2 separate regions of the Mus musculus genome follow, and region 2 is linked to region 1. Evidence: chromatin contacts called from public HiChIP or PLAC-seq data. All regions are on one chromosome and are shown on one strand. Each heading gives the region's core, a stretch centred on a gene start, on an enhancer-like site or on the middle of the called end of the contact. The rest is flanking DNA. Distances are from core to core; before and after follow the strand shown. Region 1 has its middle 35 kb from the start of Kcng3. Region 2 overlaps Dync2li1 (dynein cytoplasmic 2 light intermediate chain 1).

The links. HiChIP or PLAC-seq counts read pairs in DNA pulled down with a chosen protein or histone mark.
Region 2: an H3K27ac HiChIP or PLAC-seq map of trophoblast stem cells shows a contact between it and region 1, with 16 times the contacts expected there. The contact joins two enhancer-like sites. A contact is called at or near these places in 8 of 484 Hi-C or Micro-C datasets (the G1E-ER4 cell line, Sertoli cells, cardiomyocytes and 2 more), 13 of 115 datasets of contacts at active chromatin or transcription factors (embryonic stem cells, epiblast stem cells, extraembryonic endoderm stem cells and 2 more) and 1 of 9 other capture datasets (embryonic stem cells).

The regions. Positions count from the first base shown.
Region 1 is chr17:83,665,325-83,668,468 of GRCm38.p6, reverse strand. No RefSeq gene overlaps it. Among named protein-coding and RNA genes, the nearest start is that of Kcng3, 35 kb to the right of the region's middle. Within about 2 kb of position 1,723, at least 55 of the 459 cell types and tissues checked have an H3K27ac peak or open chromatin away from gene starts, as enhancers often do. A contact at or near this core is called in trophoblast stem cells, where this site is marked.
Region 2 is chr17:84,644,149-84,647,292 of GRCm38.p6, reverse strand. It overlaps Dync2li1 (dynein cytoplasmic 2 light intermediate chain 1), which reads right to left. Exons shown (of 13, transcript NM_172256.2): 7 at 3,120-3,144; 8 at 2,497-2,574; 9 at 1-48. Among named protein-coding and RNA genes, the nearest start is that of Dync2li1, 19 kb to the right of the region's middle. Within about 2 kb of position 1,497, at least 23 of the 459 cell types and tissues checked have an H3K27ac peak or open chromatin away from gene starts, as enhancers often do. A contact at or near this core is called in trophoblast stem cells, where this site is marked.

The DNA of each region.
Region 1 (3,144 bases), core at 474-2,973:
TGTCTGTTTGAGTGATGCTGAGAATATTGGTGTAAGGGTCCTTGATTCACTGAAGAATGACACCCCAGACTAGTATGTAAATGCAAAGAGTGTTTTATTCTGCAGAAGTCCCACATGCTGGGCTCTCCCATTCATTACCAAGATAGAAAGACACCCAAGTGAGCTCACAGTCCAATTTAAAGCACATTAGGGAATTCCAGGGTAGGTGACCTCCATGCTAATCTGCTGGGTCCATCTCTACAGACATTCCATTACTGGAGTGTGGGGGCTGGAAACTTGCTGGGGAGGTCTGGAAACTGTACTGAGGAAGTAGCTGAGGAAGTCTCTGGAAACTGCTGCTGACTCATTGTCCTTGCCTCAGGCCAGGTGGCAGGGGGCTTCTGAGGCCTGGTCTTGCCTGAAATCGCCCAGTTCCCAGTTCGTGGAAACAGAGATTTAGGCCTAGTCTCTTTGAAGCCTGTCATGGAGTCAGTCAAGCCTTCTCATCTATCACCTATGAAGATGTTTATCCAGTAGCAGCTCTGAGACTCACAGCTCTCCTGCTGTGTTGTCTTCTTACACTCTAATAATCCTGTCCTCAATATTTCCTTTGAGTCCATTTGAGTTCTGTTTGTTTCGTTTGGTTTTCCTTTTTTTTTCTTTTCTTTTTTCTTTTTTTTTTTTTTTTTCGAGACAGGGTTTCTCTGTGTAGCCCTGGCTGTCCTGGAACTCACTTTGTAGACCAGGCTGGCCTGGAACTCAGAAATCCGCCTGCCTCTGCCTCCCAAGTGCTGGGATTAAAGGCGTGCGCCACCACCGCCTGGCATCGTTTGGTTTTTCAAGACAGAATTTCTCTCTAGCCCTGACTGTCCTGGAACTCACTCTGTGGACCAGGCTGGCCTTGAGCTTGTAGCGATCTGCCTGTGTCTGTCTCTCTCATAAATCCTGGGATTAAAGGCCAAAGTTGTTTATTTGCTTGCTTTTGTTTTTTCCTTTTATGGATTTTTTGGAAACAAGGTGTCACTGTGTGGCACTGGGTGGCCTGCAACTTGCTTTGTAGACCAGAATAAGCCAGCCCTGAACTCACAGAAATCCCCCTGCCTCTGCTTCCCTGAGCTACTGGAGTTACAGATGCTTCTATGAGGGTACTGGGAAATGGGTCCAGGTCCTCGGGAATCTCTCCAGACCACTACTGTCTTTTTTTAAACATTTTAAAATTTGTTTTAAATTCACTTATTTGTTAATTGATTTATTTATGTGAGACAGGGTCTTGCTGTTGAATGAAGAAGATGAGATAAAAGGATAAAACTAAAGTATGGAGGGCTGGAGAGATGATTCATCAGTTGAGTTCAGCTCCCAGCGACCGAATCGTGGCTCATAAACCACCCGTAACAAGATCTGACTCCCTCTTCTGGAGTGTCTGAAGATAGCTACAGTGTACTTACACATAATAAATGAATTTATCTTTGGGGGAAAAAAAAGACTAAAGTATGGAGATGATGCTTATTGTAGTTAGCAGAAAGCAAGCTGATAGACTGAAGAGCACAGGCTGAACATGGCCAGCAGGTTGAACCAGATCATGAGAGGAGAGGTGGGGAGGGAAAGCGAGAGAGGGGCAGCTGACCAAGAGAAGCCAAGAGACCTGTGTTGTCAAAACAGCTGAATGATACAGGAATCGTGCTGACGGACAGGAAGCAGACGCCAAGTCCCTAGGAGGGAGGGGTTTGGGGCAGGGGGCGGGGTGAGAAGCGCTGGGAGGAGCCACGGGTGCGGAGTGAGACTTGCCCAGGGCAAGAAACCTAGCAGCTGTGAGACTGCCTCTACTTGCCTTGTTTCTTTTTTCAGGTACTAGCCGGAACCTAAGTGTGCTTTTCCTTCTCTTCCCCTCTCCCTTGTCTTCCTCTCCCTGCCCCCTCTCTTTCTCCCTCCCTAATTGTCCTGAGCTTTGGTTTGTATGCATTCTTTTTCTTTTCTTTTCTTTTTCTTTTTCTTTTTTTTGGTTTTTCAAGACAGGGTTTCTCTATGTAGCCCTGGCTGTCCTGGAACTCACTCTGTAGACCAGGCTGGCCTCGAATTCAGAAATCCTCCTGCCTCTGCCTCCCAAGTGCTGGGATTAGAGGCGTGTGCCACCACGCCCGGCCAGTATATCTTTATTTGTGTGTTTCTGTGTAAGTATATTCAAACGTGTGTGAATGCACACGACCTCGTGAAAAGACACTGATTCCCCGAAGCCTGGAGTTATAGGAGTTTGCTGGATGCCTGACTCATTACTTGGGTGCCAGAATCTTAACTCTGGTCTTCATGACTTGGCAGCAAGTATCACCCATAGCTTCATAGTAAAGCCATCCTGGGCTAAAGACCATATGTCAAAAAACATTAATAACAGGCAGATATATTTTCTAACTATGCCCTTGTGCTATCACTGCCCAGCTTTGAATGCATTCTTAATTCTTCAATCCAGGAGACTGAGAACACCAAGAGGGGACCTCTATTTTCCTTGTGTCACCTCCCCCCAGAAGGTCCAGGATCAAACTCAGGTCATCAGGCCTGGGTGGCGAATACTTTTACTCACTGAGCCCTTTGGAGGGCCTGTTTAAAGTTTTTATTAGTATATAATAATGGGTTTCCTTAGAGCATTTTCACACATGTATGAAGTACTCTGAACGTGTTTACCACCATTACACTTTCTTCCCACGGCATCCCGCTGACCACCTTCCTCCCACTTCTTTCGTGTTTTTATTTATTTATTTTCTGTTGTTTTACACCATTGAGTTTAACTATGGGTACCCACAGGAGTAGGGCTATGTACCAGATTACAGTACATTACATCAGTAAAGAGAATAGCTCTTCTTCCCTAGCAATTATTAATCACCTACAAATCCTCAAGGAGGGGAGACATGTGAGGCCCTCTTTCTTTTTCTTAGCCTTGGCTGTCCTGGAGCTCACTTTGTAGACTAGGCTGGCCTCGAACTCAGAAATCCGCCTGCCTCTGCCTCCCAAGTGCTGGGATTAAAGGTATGAGCCACCACAGCCCGGCTTATTTTTTCTTGTTTGAGACAGGGTCTCAGGTATCCCAGGCTGGACTTGAACTTACTATATATGACCTCCTTGCCTGGGCTATGTAGCATGATGGGGTACAAATCCAGGCTCTTGTGCGTGATAGGC
Region 2 (3,144 bases), core at 248-2,747, 980 kb before region 1:
GATAACACCGCGTATCTTCAGTAACAGAGCTTCTGACTTGCTGGTAAACTTAGAAACAAATGAGATAAATTACACTCTGCTCTCTCATCCTCTAACAGTAAAAAACACAGCTTTAAACAAGCACAACTGGCCAGAGAATTACAACTTCTTTTCCTCAAAACATGTATATTTGAGTCGACAAAACAGAGGCTGACTAAGGCAACCTGGATCAGCTTGCCTCGGTACCGAGTTCATGAGTGCGTGATCCAGGAAGGACCCAGAGAGCTCACCAATCATCTCACCAATTTCCATCATCAGAATTTGTTTTTAATTTGTACATTAGTGTTTGCCTGAAATGTTTGCGGTGTGTGTTAACACAAACATTCTTAATGTTCTAAAAGAAAATGTCCCCCAATCTAACTGGGTCAGTTAGATAGGGAGAAGCATATATAAAAGTAACTGTGACAGCTGCAGGCGGGGACAGTCACACCGGCACTCCCTGAATTGATTTTTTTTTAGCTTCTTTTTTTAATTGCCTGCAGAGCTGGGGGGTAGGCAATTTCTGAATCTTCTCCTGGGTAGATCTAAGAGAGCCAAATTGCAGCACCCCAGGATGGTGAAGGGGGTGCCTGCCACCAAGAGTTAGGCTCTGACTCTTGAGTAAGCAGGAAGTGTGTGTGTGTTTGTGTGTCCTCCACAGATGGTCAGTCACTGTTTGCCTTCTAAATACTTTGCTATTCAAAGGCAAAGGAGAATGGCTCAGATGTATGAAGTGAAATGAAATACTTATAAAGCAAAGATGGCAACTTTCTGGTTCCCATGGCAGGTCCACAGGACAACGCTGACTCTGGTGTAAGAATAGGCTCACAGAGGAAGTACAGTACACAAGGGCTCACAAAGGTCAGACACATTCATTTAAAACAAAGAATTTAATAATGATCATGTTTATCGTGTGATATGTAAAATAGGGATTTTTTTAATTAAAAAAGATTGTTGTACTTAGTTTTACTAAGAAATTATATATTTGTTACATTATAATATATTGTTATTGCTTTAAACTATGTAATTTTGTAATATTTTGTTTTTACCACAGGGGCGAGGAGCAAGCCTAAGCACAAATGTTTCTCAGGGTCGAGGGGTGGGAGAGCACTCAAGGTTTCTCACCAACTCATCTCACCATCTGCTGCCTCTCAAACCCCTCCCTCCACTCCTGCTGGTGCTCCTGAGTCAGCTCAGTGCTGGGAACCCCTCCCCCGCCCCCCCCCCCCCCGTCTCCCCCACCTCCCCCTCCCCTCGTTCCCCTTCCTCCCCGTGTCCTCCCCAGAGCCACCCCTCCCACCCTCGGAGGTGCTCCTCTCCACTCATTAGCAGAAATGAATGAACTAGAAACTTCCTCCCCACTGGTTCTTTTCAAAATGGCAAAAAGACTTTCCAAAGCCTGACGTATAGGCAGACAGAGCTCAGGCTAAGAAGGTAAAGAGAACACATAAAGAAATGGGAAGTGCTCTAAATGCATAGATATTGAACATACACAGAATACAGAGCTCGTTCAGCTGGGGCAGCAACAGGCTCCACCCTGCCCTGGGGCTCTACTCTCTTTGAGCACTTTGACTCAGGAAAGCAAACCACCAACTATTTATTCAACAGCTAAGATAGCCTTGTTTGTTGTTGTTGTTTGTTTTGTTTGTTTTTGAGACAGGGTCTCATTATAGAGGCTCAGAAAAGGTAGAGTATTTTAATTCCCACAATTACTCTTTTAACGTGCAAACATTTTAAGTTTGCCTAGCAAAAGCAGTTCAGAAATTAAGGTAGTATTTTTCAGCAAAATAGTTTTACATTTTATCTTTTGTTTAAAGGATAACCAGCAAAGTCTGGCCCACCTCGGAAGATCATTACAACCCTGTGCTTTTCGGGTTGTTTCTGAGACGCTCAGGCCGCCTTGGACCTGAGCACTTCCTGCCCCATGCATCCGTCTCCTGAGGTGGGCTATTTATTCACTGGCTCCACAGTTCAGGCCCGCACCCCTCCTCACGAAGCAGGCAGGCACGGTTCCCATCTGCTTTTACCTCAGAGGATGCAAAGCTTAGGTGGCTGGTCCAGAATCCTTGTCTGACAAGGAGTTGGTCACAGTGACACTGACCTGGGCAGCTCGACTCCAAAATTCATGATTTTAACCTCTATACCAGCATTGCTTTTACATAAAACACCATCTTATTAAAATCCCGCCCTTGCCCCCCTCCTCCCGGGCCCTTCCATTGAAGGAATATAGATTCTAATTCTTGAAGACAAAAATAAAAATGTGTGAACACACCAACATATCTCTGAAGCTTGCCTGGGCTTACAGACACAAGCCGTGGAAGGTGGGGAGGCCATGGGCAGAGGGCTCTGCAGGGGCCCTGTCTAAGCAGAGCTTTGGAAGTGAGAAGGAAAGGGGCAGGGCGAGCTCAGGTCTCTATTATTCCCATCTGGGCAGCCCGCTCCTTTCTCCACACACCCAGAGGGCAGGGAGGCACTGACCATCAGCGAGGCTCCGTAGTAATGTGCCACAAAGCGCAGGGTCTTACATATCACCTTTCTCTTCTCAGGATCAAAATCCTGTGGAAGAAAATCATTACAAGGAAAAAATAAGCCAGAGGACTCAACAGCTCACTTGGGGAGAAACACATTATTTGTTTTTAAATCCCCACCCTGAGGAGTCCGGCTCGGTCACCTCCACGTTCACATCTGGAGAGACTGAACAAGCCGCCGTCTCCTACTGCTATCAGATCTGTTTAAACGCTTGGCTTCAGAGAGTCCAGATATAAGCACACATTTCATCCTGCGCAATACCCTAAGGACTCCCTGACAAGCCAAGATAAGAAGAAACTAATTTCCTACTTTCTTCAGTTTACAGTTGGGGAGTAAATCTTATCCCTCAGTGCTAAGATTTGTTTTTAAGTTTTCTGCCTCGCCCCGTTCTAACCAATGGGCTCATTTTCCTGAACTCCTTGGGATGTCCTCATCATACCGTCCTTTCTAACATCTTTTACATGGATGTCTCTGAGCTGGTCCCTTCCAGAGGTACTGTTCTTATTTCATCATTTTCCCATAAAAGCATAGCTACACATGCCCCATGAACAGCTAGACATAGAAGCACCTACCTGGAAAATATCATATTTACTTCCA